Linked DNA regions of Rattus norvegicus: region 2 is linked to region 1. The links are chromatin contacts, called in public Hi-C maps. All regions are on one chromosome and are shown on one strand. Each heading gives the region's core, a stretch centred on a gene start, on an enhancer-like site or on the middle of the called end of the contact. The rest is flanking DNA. Distances are from core to core; before and after follow the strand shown. Region 1 overlaps Osbpl3 (oxysterol binding protein-like 3). Region 2 holds the start of Osbpl3 (oxysterol binding protein-like 3).

Region 1 (7,551 bases), core at 1,598-4,097:
TGATCTTTTAAAACCATGATAGCAGATCAATAAAATGGGGTTTGGTCAATTGCCTTTAGATGAACTCAAAAGGGGTGTGTGTGTGTGTATGTGTGTGTGTGTTTAAATTTTTTAAACTTCTTTTGCATTTGTTTGGGTATTAAGTGTTAGCGTGTGGAGGTCAGCAGACAATTCGTAGGTCAGTGTGGCCATGTGGGTCTAAGGACTGGAACTCAGATCGTCAGGCTTGGAGGCAGGCACCTTTACACTGAGTGATTTCTTCCTGGCTCAGGAGAGACGGAGTTGTAATTGTTTCATGAAGACAGAGTAGTCTCCTGTCTTCATTAACCTTATGTTATAAACTAGGAAGCAGGGGCTTTTGGCATAGAACCTGCTGCCCACTACCTTCCCAGTTGATGTGCTATGCCTGGTCCCAGAACCCACGGTGTGCTCTCTCTGTGCACAGCAGGGACTGCATCCAAAGATGTCACTCCTGTGCCTCCTAAACCCTTCAGGTGCCTTTTCAAGACCACTTAAAGAAAAAAAAAATCTTTCTCTGCTTGCATCCACGCCTCCAGAAACCATCGACTAGTAGGAGCCCCTCAGTGGCTGGTGAGAGGCGGGGCCATCTCTCCTGAAAGGGGTGGGGCCACTAGGAATTCCACCATGCTCCAGTGAGTATGTGAACAACACGGAATAGTTGTTTTTCTCCCATCCACCCCCCTCTTTTTTTGGAGAGCAGAGGTCAAGGGGCGCAGGAGGGGGGCAGACAGGAAGAGTAGGAGGTGAATGCAATCAGGGTACATGATGTGAGAGCCCCAAATAATCTTTTTTTTTTTTTCTTTTCTTTTTTTCGGAGCTGGGGACCGAACCCAGGGCCTTGCGCTTGTTAGGCAAGCGCTCTACCACTGAGCTAAATCCCCAACCCCTGAGAGCCCCAAATAATCAATCAAAAAAGTCACAGTCTACCTGCTGAAACCTCACAATAGATACAGAATCTGACTACTTTTCCTCACCCTGACTGCTCCTACCTGACTGGATTCTTATAGAATCCTCCTAACAGATCTCCCATGACTGTCTGTCCATTCCACAGGCTTCATTTTCAAGGCAACAAATATCCTGTCACTATTTTAAAACGTTTTTTTTTTCTAATCTGACCTTTCTAACTTTCCTGTGCTGCATTTCTCTGTAGAGTGAAGTCAGAGACTGTTTTGACTTCGACACACTGATGCTAACACCTATTCTCAGTGTCTTCAGATGTGAACACTACAAGACACCAGTTTGAAAGTCTAGGGCTTGTCCATTTGAATGAACACCTTTAGAATGAGCCCATTCACAGCTGATGCTTGATCTTTGGGGCTGGAAGCCTCTCTGCACAGGAAGAGATAGCCCAAATGGCTGTGTCTTTGCTAATTTTTTAGTCTCGATTCTTTGTTTTTGAAACTTGGGATCCTCCTGCCTTAGCATCCTGAGTAGGGTAACCTCATCCATCTCTGTTTTTACTACATCTTAAGCCAGGAAAAAGAAAGAAGGGTTATAAAGGGGGTGGGGGGTGGATTGAGGGTTAAGCAGCTAAGAGTTCCTGCTGTTCTTGCAGTGGACAGGAGTTTGGTTCCTAATACCGCACTAAGTGGGCATAACTTCTCATAGTTTCAGTTCCAAGGGATCCAATTGGAATCCCCCCAAATTTCAAAAGCTTGTCACCTGCTCATACTGGACAAGTGCAGCCCCACGCTGCTTCCATTGGGCAAATGGTCTCCTGGGCCAGAAGCAGAAAAGCCACACAAGCAGGTAGGGACATAAAATGACAAGGATGCTATGTCTTAGATACATCACAGTAGAGGGCTTCGTATACAGTGTCATTGAGTGAAGACTTGCATAAGGACAGGAGGAAGGTGTGTGTGTGTGTGTGTGTGTGTATGTGTGTGTGTGTGTGAGTGTGTGTGTGTGCACACGAAGAGCTGAGGTGTGCCCAGCACCCCAGAAATAGGAGACTCTAACCTAAGCCATGATCACTTCTATGGCAGAAGACATATTTTCACATTGTATACTCTCCTGTGATTATATTCCTATTTCCCACATAACCTGCTAATGGGGAAAATCCGCCTGTCCCAGCAAATACATACAGTGGTAGCATCCCAGTCCCAGGAGGCTCAGCTTTTCCTGGGTACACTAAAAGCAGCAGCCATTTAAGCCATAAGGCTAAAATCCAGACAAAGGATATGGCTCTGTCTCTACCAGGACCAGTGGTCATTATGACAGCAAAGCCAGCATAAGGCTGCCTGAGAGCTTGTTCTTTGTCTGACCAGCAGCACTCAGACTCTTGTGCTAGCAGGGGGGTACAGCAGATCTTACCCTACCTCCTAGGCTTCCGTCACTCCCCTTAAACTATTCTTAACACTCTATTTAAAGGTGTTTAAAAGTTCTCTCTAAATATAAGAGCAATAACCATGCATTCTTTCATGTCAGTGTATTATTGTCCCAGCCTCCTTCTATGGGCCATGAATTGTTACTCCCATTGGAAGAGGGCACAGTCAAGGTTCCAAGGTCTGAGGTTGCATATGCAAGGCTGCACACTGAGCAAACGGGCCCGGCCTGTGCTGCAAACAACAGCCAGCCTCTTTTGCTTTTTGCCTCAGGACCCAGTTCATACAGACCAAGGTATCTGGCGCTCTCTGGTGATCTCTCTGAGTACATGGGCACCTGTCCTTGGACCCAGGCCGCGCCACAGCAGATGTGCTGGCAGATCCGGTGACTGGTGCCACCGCTCCTGAGCTCGAGGACTGCCACTCACCTTTCCACAGCACATGCCCCTCTCCCCTCACAGCTCTTCCTCCTGCCCTGATTGTCAGCTGTAGTTTGGGGCTATTTTGGGCCTTCATTTTTTTTTTTCCTTCACAAGAGTGCATATAACACCATGGTAACCGAATCATGTTTTCATTTATTCTTGTTCCATTTTGAGTTTGGTATTTAAATAACCCAACTGAATTTGAATCAGACCGATTACTGGATCCCTTACCTACTGATTTAGCCCCCACCTGCCCATATTAAGCAATATTTATCTTATTTTCACCTGGGAAGACACTGGTGATACACTTCTGGGCTTTTGTATATTCATTGTCCTCTGAGTTCCAGGGGACACAATGGTTTTAGGATTTGGTTTTCATGATTTTCTTTTTTTTCTGAGATAGGGCAGCCTAAGTTGCTCTAGAACCCTCTATGGAGCCGAGATTGGATTTGAACTGTCAACCCTCCTACCTGAGGCATGACTGCTCCCAGCCTATACTATATTAAGAAAAGCAGCATATTCTTCAGTTTCTTGGAGGTTGGGTGTGGTGGTTTGGACCCATAATCCCTTTACTCAAAAGGTTGAGGCAAGAAGAGAGTTGTTTGAGGCCAGACTGCATCTGCAGTGAGATCATCTCAAAGAAAAAGAGAGGCAAAGAGTGGGCGGCAGAAAAGCCAAGCTCACCACGCGTCTCTCCCAGTCCTATAATGCAAATCCATTGACAAAAATAATCAGAGCAAAGTGTTTTAGCAACCCCCACTTCCTCTTTCTCCTCAGTTTTCTAGGAGTTGGGAGAGAAATATTTCAAAGCAACGATGACTAGTCTCCTGAAAGGGGAGAGAGGTGGTTTTCATCTTTCTAAAGGTACGATGTCTATTTTAGCTGAAGGAGTGTTCCACATGGGCAAACACACGGGGTATTCATTCCCCGGGACACGACAGCCCTCGCACAGCAATGAGGACAGGCATCTCACAGAGCAGCCACACTTCATAGACCAGACCCTCCTCTATCCCCACAGATCACTGACTGTAGCTGTCACCCCCACTTCAAAGAGGAGACTGAAGCAGAAAGAGGTTCAGTAACTTGCCCTGAGTCCCGCAGCCTATAGAAACAGAACTGCACTCCTAATGTGAGCTGTGAGGCTCCTGGGCCTTCCCTGCTAACGTCCATGGAAGGATCTAGTGGACCCCAGGCCACATAAGGACAACATGCTCATCCATTACGTGAGGACAGGGTCTCTTGTCTGTCTCTATGGCCTCCCACTCCACTGTGGGGTCTGGGCATCTGCAATAGTACCAGGCACACAGTAAACATTTAAAAAAAAGACATAGCTTATTACTCTAAGGAATAAATACACACGTGAGTGATTCTTCTTGAATAAAACTCTAGGCCATTGAAATGATATGGCCATGCCCACTCTGAGAGGCAGGCAGCCGGGCTTCATTAATGGTGGAGCTAACTGTTCAAACACACTTTCAACCTCTAGGTCACACTCTGGTCAGAGGTTGTGCACCTCGGCACATCCTTTTGCTAATGATCTGAAGGAGAACAAATGTTGCTGCTGCTGCTGCTGCTGCTGCTGCTGCTGCTGCTGCTGCTGCTGCTGCTGCTGCTGCTGCATGTAACCCAGCAGGTGCTCAGAGCTACTGAGGCCTGTGTACCGTGGATGGTAGCTGGGCTTCCATGGGGAGAAAATGGATCCTTGGTTTTATGTGGCTAAGTCTGTAATTATCTCAGTCCTTTTGAAACCAGCAAAAGGGGGAAATAAATATTTCAGAAGCACATTAAATAGCAGGCAAAGCAATGCTCTCCACAAACACAAAGGGCACACATCACCTGCTCGGCAAAAAACTGGAAACCCTTGTCCTGTCGGATGCATTCGTACGTTTCTCCAAGGACCGGGTTAAATGGCTTGCTGCCTGCCCGGAAGTAGCTGGATGCATATGCAGAGATGGCGAAGGCTGCCACGTATACCTGTGAGCAGAAGGAGGGAAGGGGCCGGCTTACTTCTGTGTCACCAAGAAATAAAACCTTCTATTTCAGAAAGACAAGGATTGGCCTTTGGTTTTAAAGACAACTCAAGCAACTTAGGCTTAAACAATGCTCATTTGGACCCAGAGGCAAGTCAACCAGTTTAAATTGCCTGCTTATTTTGGTGACTGAAATCTGGAAGCCAAGATCTGATTGAGGGGACGAAATTCACCCAACAGCAGGTCAACGCTAAATGCCCTACATGGAGCCAGGCAGTTTGGGCAGACCCAATGTCAGGGTATCAGGGCAGGTGGTAAGAGTACAGGGACGTCAAAGGATCCCCTAAATTCATAAATATAATACACTCAACTAGTCATCAATTGATACAGTAGAAACCCAGAAACTTAAAAATCACACTGATCAAAGGAACTGTGAGAGGCATTGATGCGCCCTGAGAGGCAACAGACTAGGGACAATGTGAATTCTGCCTTTCTGTGAGGAAAACTGACAGGTGGAGGAGGAGGAGGAGGAGGAGGAGGAGGAGGAGGAGGAGGAGGAGGAGGAGGAGGAGGAGGAGGGAGGGAAGAGGGGTATGAGAGGAGGAGGGGGAGGAGGAGGAGGGGGGAGGAGGGGAAGAGGGGAGTGTAAACTACATGTGCACATGGGATTAGCAGAATCCTTTCCTGGCCGTCACCACGAGAATTCCAGCATGCTCTTTCGAAGCTTTTTCCTCAGAGCATCAAAGAAAACAGATTCTTCTCTTCTCTGTATCTTGTTTTCCCTTCAAAGTTATGTGACAGTAGTAAAAGAGATTTATTTTTAATGTCGAAGAGTAGCAGGCCTCAAGATTCTTCTCTGACCACCCTATGAGGTGTGCCATACCCAGTTCAGCTCACCTATAACTGGCTGTGTTTATATGTGTGTGCACATGTGCGCACGAGTGCCATGTCATGGAGGCGAAAGGTCAGAATCAGGTGTCTTCCTCAGTTGCTCCTCACCATAGTTCTTTGAGACAGGGTCTGTTACTGAACATGGAGATCACTAATTTGGCCAGCAAGCTCCAAGAAGCCACCTGTCCTGCCACTTTCCAGGGCTAAGGGTTACCACTCTGACAGTCTTTTCAGAGGTTCTAGGGATCAAAGTCAGGTCCTCCTGCTTATACCACAAACACATTACTGGCTACGCTGTCTCCATTTCCATTTCCCCTCCATCTCTTTAGCTTTTGACACACCAAACAGTAAGCTCACTGTCTATATGGAATGCCAAACACCTTGAGTCTCCTTTAAAATGTAAACCACAGGGCTGGAGAGGTGGCTTGTTGTTTAAAAGCACTGCTGCCCCTGCAGAAGCCCAGAGCATGGTTCCCAGTACCCACAACCTCATCCTCTTCTGCCCTCTGAGGGCTCCCGCACACATGTGGTGCATATAAACTCACTCGAGCACACACATGCACAAACACATGACAGCAGACTAAACAACAGTGTTAATCTTGATACCCGCAGTAAGGAGAGGTGGGCAGAACAAACTCTTCCCTTTGGTGACACAAGGAGCCTACACAGGAGAACGTGGTGACTGCACAGCAGGAAAGGAAACATCTGGGCTGTGGCTTCAGCCCCTTGGCCATGCTCAGGACATTTGGTCTTGCCTGAAACTTTTTTATTCTTTCTTTCTTTCTTCCTTCCTTCCTTCCTTTCTTTCTTTCTTTCTTTCTTTCTTTCTTTCTTTCTTTCTTTTTTGTGGCAAGATCTCATATTATAGGCCATGCTGGCTTGGAATTGCACCAATCCTCCTGCCTCAGTTTCCCCAGTGCTGAGACTACAGGTGTGATTATACTATGCTCAGCTCAAACTTTTGTCCAGGTCAAGAATAGGAATCAGTCAGCCCCAAACTTGCACCAATCCTCCTGCCTCAGCTTCAGTGTGGGATTCCAGGCTGGAAGCACTGTGCTTCCCACAAATAACTGTTCAAGGTCAAGTGCAGGGCTCAACTGTTGAACATCTTAAGGGCTCTAAACTGCCACAGGAGAGAGACACACTTTAGAATATTTTCATGTTCAAAGCGAATCATTTTCTTTGAACCAGCTGCCATAAATGCCGACTTTTACCATTTGCTTTAGAAGCTTCCTGTCTCCTGTCTTCAGCGGACATTCTCTTTGGGAAATTTAAAAAAAAGGGCAAAATCACAACTTGTGGTTTTTGAAACTTTTGATCATTAGTATGAAGAGAGAAAAATCTCTTTGATGAGAAGACCCCAGAGATCAGACCAAATGACCACAGGATGTCTCTTTTAGCAAGATCTGAGGGTCCCCTTTCATTTCCAAATCATGGCAGCTAAGAAGCTCTATGAGGGTCAGAACTGTGGGCTGTGTGGAGACTGAAGGGTCTGCATCCTCTGTCACAGGGAGTGTGGGATTGTTGTTGCCTAGTTCTGTGAAGCCACACCCCCTGGGGGAGGTTTGGTCAGTAAGCAAATAGCAAGTGAGAACTGCATGTGTGGAGGTGGTGCGGGTGCAGGTGGACACTGAAGTCCCAGCTCACTACACAGGCAAGGACCCAGCTACACCAGCTCACATATGAGGAGGCTGGAAGAACGGTTTCCTAAACTAAAATTCTCAGGAGTTTCACAATCAAAGTTGCTTATTTAAATAACTCTATGGGGAAGGAGAGAGAGAGAGAGAGAGAGAGAGAGAGAGAGAGAGAGAGAGAGAAAGGGAGGGAGAAAGGGAGGGAGAGAAGGGGGAGGAACTTTTCTGGTATAATGTCCTTCTGTGAATGATATTTTCCAAAAGTGTAGGAACAAATGGGACAATTCCA
Region 2 (7,551 bases), core at 2,674-5,173, 150 kb after region 1:
AGAGAGTACGGCAGTGAGAAAGCACTGAAGGCAACAGGCACGCATGAAAGACCAAGCGTTCTGGTGACGAGGTTCAGGTTACCAGCACGCAGACCACAAATGCTGGAGCGAAAGCAAGGCTGAATCTCCAAGACCCCAAATCCGAGCCGGGCTCAGGAGTCTACGCTAACTGGGCAGTGGAAGGACGTGGGGTTTGACCCTCAGCTCCAACGTTTAGTAACAGCAAACAGAACCGAGCCTTTCCTGCAGTACACCTGGTCGCTGAGGCACAACTCACAGGCTCTGATGAGGCTTGTAAAGAGCAGAGAGGTGATACCAACATCCATGACAGGGCTCTCCACCTCAAGTTCAAAGTGCTGCTAAACTAATATTGTTAGTAACTCGAAAAGCCACCCAGGAATTTTCTAGAATGCAACAATGACAGTTCTTAAACAGTCTGGCTGACTACACAAGCTAGACAAGAGAAAAGAAGGCAAATCCACCTGTACACAATGTTAGGGCAGAGTGATATCCCTTAACTAAGGCACCAAGGAGGCTACGAAAGAGGAGGCTACAAAAACACAAGCAAGATCCTGAGACAAGGGTGGAGGGAAGCAGGAATGCGGCCTGAACAGTTGTAACTGAGAAGGCAAGAGAGAAGTTTCTAGAGCAAACTGATGAATGCGTGGATGTAGGCAGAACTGGGGTTTGCAGGAAACCGGCAGAACTGGGGTTTGCAGGAAACCGTGGCTCTCAGTCATGCCTGGAAAGTGCTTTCAGCTTAACAGCTCCCACCAGGCCCTGATGTCTCACAACCCCCTCACTTCCAGAGCATTCAAATCCAGCCCTCCCCAGAGCTCATGAAAGGGAAATGTCAATTAAGAAAAGGTAGCCCTGCCAAGAAGTACATTATAAATCAAGTGATGGGTTATCCAGACCCTCATGCAGGGAGAACTGTATTACCCCAAAACTGTCTGGAAGCTGAAGGAAGAGGGGATGCCCACAGCCCTCCTCCTCCCTCCTTGCTAACTAGGCCCTTTAGCAGGCAATCATACCATCTCTTTCCAAATCTCTCCACAACCTCAGCTTCACACGCAAGGGTGGAAAGAGCTAAATGCTCTTTACGGAAAAGTCACCTCAGAGCCTTCTGGGGTGAGTGGCTTCTGCATCTGAGGCAAAGCTTTCCAGCACTTTCCAAAAGGATTGGAGATGGGCACTGGGAGCTCATTTACCACAGGGGTGGGGGGTATGGGGGAGGAATAGCCTGACTCCTTTCCAGATCCAGATGAAAGGGGATCCTTTCCTCCCTACTAAAAGCCCCTGATGGATCAGGCTCACAAACCATGTACTTAACCACAAAAACCAATGCAGTGGGACCCTGCACCACTCAGAAACAGTGTATCTGACACATGTGATGCAGGCACCACAAAGCTTACAGCCCAGTCTCCAATATCATTAGCACATCTTACCACTGGGCTCCGTCACTGGCTTAACACCGATTAAACAGTGGGACAAGAGACATCAGAGTATGAGGGAAGGTGCTAAGGGTTTAGAGTCAGAGAGATAAGGAAGAACTCAGGGAAGTGCTACTGGCCCAAGGCAAATTCCTGAACCTAGCTGTAGTTTCCTCAGGTGACAGAGCCTGTCAAGATTATGACATAATTCGTCCTGTGCAGTCTGCTATTATCTGGCCTACAACTATTAGTCATTACCGAAAATGGATCTCAGGGATTAAACGGTGACTCTTTCAGCGGAACAACATGTCCACTGCCTGTGAAAGTGGAAACCATATTTTCATCTCTTAGAAGTAACTAACCCGGGGTTGGGGATTTAGCTCAGTGGTAGAGCGCTTGCCTAGGAAGCGCAAGGCCCTGGGTTCTGTCCCCAGCTCCGAAAAAAAGAACCAAAAAAAAAAAAAAAAAAAAAAAAAGGAGTGGCTGGAAGGGGCATCATTTGGGATAGAATTAATTAATTAGTTATTTAAAAATAAGTAACTCTTCATAATAAAAAAGAGGCTAGAGTCATAGTACTGCCCAGATAACCTTAGGACAACTGGTTAACCCACAAGAGCCTTAAATGTTAAAAATGTGTAGCTTGGGTCAGAGGGACGGGTCCTTGAGTAAAAGGCAGCTGTTAGCAAGCCTGATACCTGGATCCCACGGGGGGGGGGGGGGGGGCTCCTAAAGTCCTCTAACCATCACACACCTGTATGCACACGCACGAGGTTGTGAACACACACACACACAATACATCTAAAATAGGAGACTTTTAAAAAATCTAGCTAATCAAACTACTATGATGTCAGTGATCATCTATATGCACAAAGCTCCCAGCAAACACCTTGATGGTTAGTGGGTGCTCATCAGCACGAGTTACTGCCATTTATTAATTTTCCCAATTAAAAAAAAAGAAAAAAAGATGAAAATCCAAACCAGCTGTGAAATCAATATTCTCGGATTATGAAGACGTTAACGTTTACTCATTCCATAAATGTGTAGTGTGTAGTGTGGGTAGGCTGCATTCTTAACACTGAGGATAGATAGACCGAGGAATAGGACCTGGGCTCTGTTTTCCCAGGACTTTGCATCCTAGCAGCGGAAGAAGGCTGGTAGATGGAAAAAGCAAGCAGATGACTCCAGGCAGCTTTAAGCACTGTGAAGAGCTGCAAACAGTGCAGTGTGGAGTTGATGGGGAGAATGGACATTTAGTTTGGATGCACTGCAATCTGTCTGAAGGTCTCCGGCGGCCAAAAGGAGGTCCTCACCTTCTATGATGCTTTAAGGGTTGAGTGTGCATGACCTAAAGTCAGACCTATGCTTGCCCGTCTCTGAAACCATCTTTTGCAGGTACAGCGTAAATAAAATACAGTACCTAAAGGTCCTCATCCAGTAATCAGATTCCTAGGACACTGCGACATCCGAGGGGGCTCCAATGCCCCAGCCCAGTACCCAGAGACAAGGTGAGAAACAACTTTATGTCCCTCTCAGCTCCAACAGTCTGGGAGGCACAAGGCTGGTTAAGAAGTGTCTGAAAGACACAAGACAATGCCACGGGCGACGCCAGAGGCAGCAAACGCCCGCTGAGTGCTTGAAGCCCCAAGGGAAGGGTGCTCTCGGTCCCAGTTTAGACACGGTGGAGCGCTGTGACCTGGCTGGGGAGGCGGAAGAGCGAGGTGCCTGCACCGCCGGGCTCCAAGCTCTCGGATGTGGTAAAGCCTCCCTCCTGGCCCAATTAAACAGGTTTCCTGTGCCTCCCGCCCCGGCACCGCGCCAGGCTGTGCCCGGGACAGCTCCTCTGCGCGGCATCCTCATGCACCCGCACGCAGGCTCCTAAGATCCTCTCCTTCCCGGTCCATCCCCGCTAGGCTGTAACTCCAGGATGAGCAACGCCAGAGTGCTTCATCACAGAAAACTGGCCCTTACACCCACCGCAGGCGACCTCCTAGTCTCAGGTCTGCCCCGTGGACCGGGGCTTCCAGGGATCACCACAGACACACTCTGAACCCTAGAGAATGGCTGCATCCCCGAACCTTCCCGGAGCCCCCACTACACCTCAACCCCAGCCTGGCGGACGCCCTGTTGCTCACCTGAGTGTTCACTGCTGGAGACACTGCTCGGTTCCCCTGTGCCTGCTTCAGACCGGGAAGGACACAAACCCGGTTTCTCGGGTCCCAAGCAAGTCTCAGCCGACGGCAGTTCCAGAACCAGCCGCAGGAGACTGGGGCGCCGAGCGCTGCTTGTCGACAGATGGTGGGCGGGAGCCCGCGCCCCGCACCAGTTCTCCTGGTGCTGGGGTCCCTGGTCCCGTGCCACTGGCCAGTGTGCGATCCGGCGACCAGTTCTCAATACTTTGCCTAGAACTTTAGGGCGCGCGCTGCCGGGCAATTAGCTGAAGAGCTGGGGCGAGGGGAGGGAGCTAGGAGGAGGAGCCTGAGTTCTCCACGGGGCGGAACAATATGAAAAGGGCGGGGGGCAGCAGAGTGGCTCCCACTCCCACCAATCAGGAGTCATCCGGGAAAGGCGGTGAGGCGTTGGACTTGGAAGCTGCAGGCGGATTCCGTGACGCCAGCAAGGGTTCAGGGCGTGTGCAGGGGCGGAGGGTGATGGTAGGTGTGGCTGGGCGGGGCAGCGGCTCCCAGCATCCCAGGGCTGTGTGCGCCCCTAGGCTCTTAGTAAATATTTTTTGAATGACTTAGGAGGAAGTTGAGGTTCGCGCAGAAGGAGCTGTTTTAAGGAGAAGATTCCAGGGGACTCAAGTAGTCCAACGGACAATAATCACCTGAACACTGAAAAGGGCTGAGAATAAAGGAGAAATGTGTGTGAGCCAAGGGGGTTAGGCACAAGATGTCTAAAACTGGGTTCGGACACTAGGGACCTGGCCCCCCAGAAGCAGTTTTCTAGATTGGAGAGGGGTTACAGAGGAGACAGGAGGGGAGAAAGGTGTTGTTGTTGTTGTTTTTGTTTTTGTTGTTGTTGTTGTTGTTGTTGTTGTTGTTGTTGTTACAGTCCCGGTTCATGAACTAGAAAAGAAGACACAATGTAGTTACGAAACGCAGGAGCATCTGGCTAGAGGTCCAGGCCCATCCGACTTCACTGCCCACTTGCCAGAATCCTAGCTTGGACGCCAGTCACTGATAATTTGAGGTCAATTTGCAAATCGCACATGAGTCCAGCGCCGCAGGTGGCCCGGTGGGCAGAGAATGATAAATGCCAGGAACAGATGGGACCCTGCACCTGCGGTAAAGGCACACAGGGTTTCTGCCCTCTCAGAACCTACATTTTAGAGAGGGAGCAGACGATAAACCAAAGAGAGTATACATACATACATAATCAGGAAAACGTTGGTGAACTGTTAGCACGGAGACAGTGCCATGCAGAGAGCTTTGGAAGGAATGGGTGATGGGAGTAGCCCCTGAAGGCCTCTAGGAGGACTTCCCAAAGTCCTCCCAAAAGAGGAAGAACTCGGCAGCTCTCAGGCAGTAGGAACTGCGGATGGTAAGAATTAAACCCCTTTAAGATCCATCTGGCCTTCCTCACCGAACTGGGCATGCTGACTCCTTTGGTTCAGCTGACACTCTAGATGTTCCAGAATGCCAAGTACATAAACCAGCCGCCGGCTACCAACCGCCACTGACATTGCCAGTCTGACCCTGAATTAATGTGTCTGAGGCTCTTTCCCACATCTATATAAACCACGTTTCATTCACTACATTTGGATATTCACTTTCTGGAACCTTCCACGGATACACTCTCTGGGACTGTCTGCTTTGGCTCTGGCAGGTGGCCAGGGAAGTCTGGCTAAGGCAGATTCTCTAAATGTTGTGAGCCCCTAGCACTTGGTTGGTGATCTTAGTATGAATGGTGCTGGGCTTCCTAAACTGCTGCAAACAGGAAGGAGCACCAACTGAGGAGCAGGCCTGAGGCACCTTGCCCACGCCCAGCTCAGGTGCCTGAGTCACACTCCCTTCTAGTAACTCTTTCTTAAGACATCCTCTCTTCCTCTTTTCCTCTCCCCACTTCCCGATCATCTTGTTGCATCTGGGTTAGCTTTCCTACAGGAGACGGACCTTTTATCCCAAAGAAATGTCTTTACTGCAGGGGAAGTCAACCTTTGGACTTTGTAAACTATGTTTATCATCTGCAGAGTTCATACTCCAGATTACACAATTACAGAACTACATATACATATATTTGTGTGTGTGTGTGTGTGTGTGTGTGTGTGTTGAGCCTAATTCATAGCTACCCGGAACCCAACGAGGTCAGAGCCTGCACCAAATGGCCTGGTAGCCAAAGGTTGGACAGAAAGCTATGGTTTTCTTGTTTAAACTGACATCCTTTCCTTGGATTTTTCTTCTCTTTCTCCCAAGCTGATGGTGTGTTCCTGTCAGTACTGAAGGCAGTTAATAAGTCAGGATGAGAGATTTGTTCATATTCAAACCGCCTTGCCTCCCAGGAAGAGGAATCTCAGCGAGTCTTTTCAGTTTCACTTCCTCTTCTAAATAAACTTCCAGGCGCTCTGCTCCTACCAATCAAGAGGGGAAAGATTAAAGTTGAAACCCACGCAGAGTTAATTATCTTGCAAAAGCTCGTTACCATTCCTAAAATTAGCTCCCCCCTCCCCGCAATCTTATTTTAGCGCAATGATCTGAATGTACTAGGGAAAGATCAATGGTTGCCTCGTAAGTTTCTAGAGTCTTCTTCTCTGAAGAGCTGAACAAATGGCTGTTGATCTTTCCAGAGGCTCTACCCCCTTGCAGTGTTTTTCTACATTAGCTTAATGCTTTTCTTCTTTTACATTTATCAATTGTGTGTGTGTGTGTGTGTGTGTGTATGTGTGTACATGCCACTGCATATATGTGAAGGTCAGAGAACAACTTGAAGAAGTTGGTTCTCTCCTCCCACCATGCGGGTCCTGGGGATCAAGCTCACGCTTAGTGGCAAGTGTCTTTACCCCATGAGACTCTCCCTAGTCTGACTGAATCCTTTTAGCCTCTGAAGTTCCTAGGAGTTAAGCAGGGGCTGCCTGAACTTACATGTTTTTACAGTAAAGAAAGCAGTTATAATCGAGTGTAGGCAAGAGCTACATAGGCTCCTAGAAGGGGAGGCTTCTTGTCTTCCCATGATGCCTCCTGGTTAAGCAATCCCCTTTCCTACTGGGTGAAATGGAAATAGTCATTATGCTTATTGGGCTGCATGAATTGTTTTGTCTGAAAACAATTGCTACGTAGACTAAGACAGAGGAGTCCCCACCAACCTCAGTGTGATTGACATTTTGGGCCCAATAATTCTTTGTTTACGTGCAGGGATGTCCAGTGCCTGTCTATCCTACCCAGTTGTAGCAACCAAAAAAATCTCCAGCATTGTCCAAAGACCACTGGAGGGTTCTTAACCAAAAACTACCGGCCCAGCACATAGCCAGTGTCACCAATCAGGAGACAGCAGACGTTTTTACTTAGGGCTAGGATTCTGGGCAAATTTTGAACCTAGGGCAAATTTTGCTTCCCTAAACCTATTTGCATAATGGGAATCCTAGTAATACCATTTCTTGAGGCTGTCTAAGGATTAACTATGATTGTGTAAGAGCAATTTGTGTAGTGCCTTGGTGTGTATGCACTATAGAAATAGAGTTTCTGCTCTCACAGACCTCCTGTGGAGAAAAGGCATTGGCTCACAGTCTTCCTGTAGGGAGCAACCACTGTCCTGTATGAGCTCACTGTCTTCGGTGGGGAGCGAGCATTGGCCTGCATGCTTTATTTGCTGCTATTCTCTTCCCTGACTCATGGCAGACAACAGGAGTAAGCCAAAGCTGGTTCAATTAGGACTCAAAAGTCTTAACTCTGTTTTCTAGGAAGCTATTACTGACAGAACGGTGTGAGCATAAAAGATGGTGTTGGAGGACCATCCAGGGCTGAAGAACAGTGAGGCCAACCTGGTCTACATAGTGAGTCCAGGTGAGAACTTGTCTCCAAAATGAAAGAGGAGGAGGAGCAGGGGGAGGGAGAGGCGGGAGGGGGGAGAGGAGGGGAAGGGGAATGGGGAGTGGGAAGGAGGAGGAAAGAAAGAAAAGAGAATA

What was found. Hi-C and Micro-C count contacts between places; a contact is called where the count stands out from the background.
Region 2: a contact with region 1 is called in a Hi-C map of prefrontal cortex, with 2.4 times the contacts expected there. The contact joins the promoter of Osbpl3 here to the enhancer-like site in region 1. A contact is called at or near these places in 6 of 12 Hi-C or Micro-C datasets (the A7r5 cell line, the Rat2 cell line, Schwann cells and 3 more).

The regions. Positions count from the first base shown.
Region 1 is chr4:80,699,699-80,707,249 of GRCr8, forward strand. Osbpl3 (oxysterol binding protein-like 3) reads right to left here. Exons shown (of 24, transcript NM_001427811.1): 17 at 4,604-4,741. Among named protein-coding and RNA genes, the nearest start is that of Gsdme, 52 kb to the left of the region's middle. Within about 2 kb of position 2,848, at least 6 of the 93 cell types and tissues checked have an H3K27ac peak or open chromatin away from gene starts, as enhancers often do.
Region 2 is chr4:80,850,246-80,857,796 of GRCr8, forward strand. Osbpl3 (oxysterol binding protein-like 3) reads right to left here and starts at 3,924. Exons shown (of 24, transcript NM_001427811.1): 1 at 3,566-3,924. LOC120102268 (a long non-coding RNA gene) reads left to right here and starts at 3,969. Exons shown (of 4, transcript XR_005503558.2): 1 at 3,969-4,084; 2 at 7,327-7,429.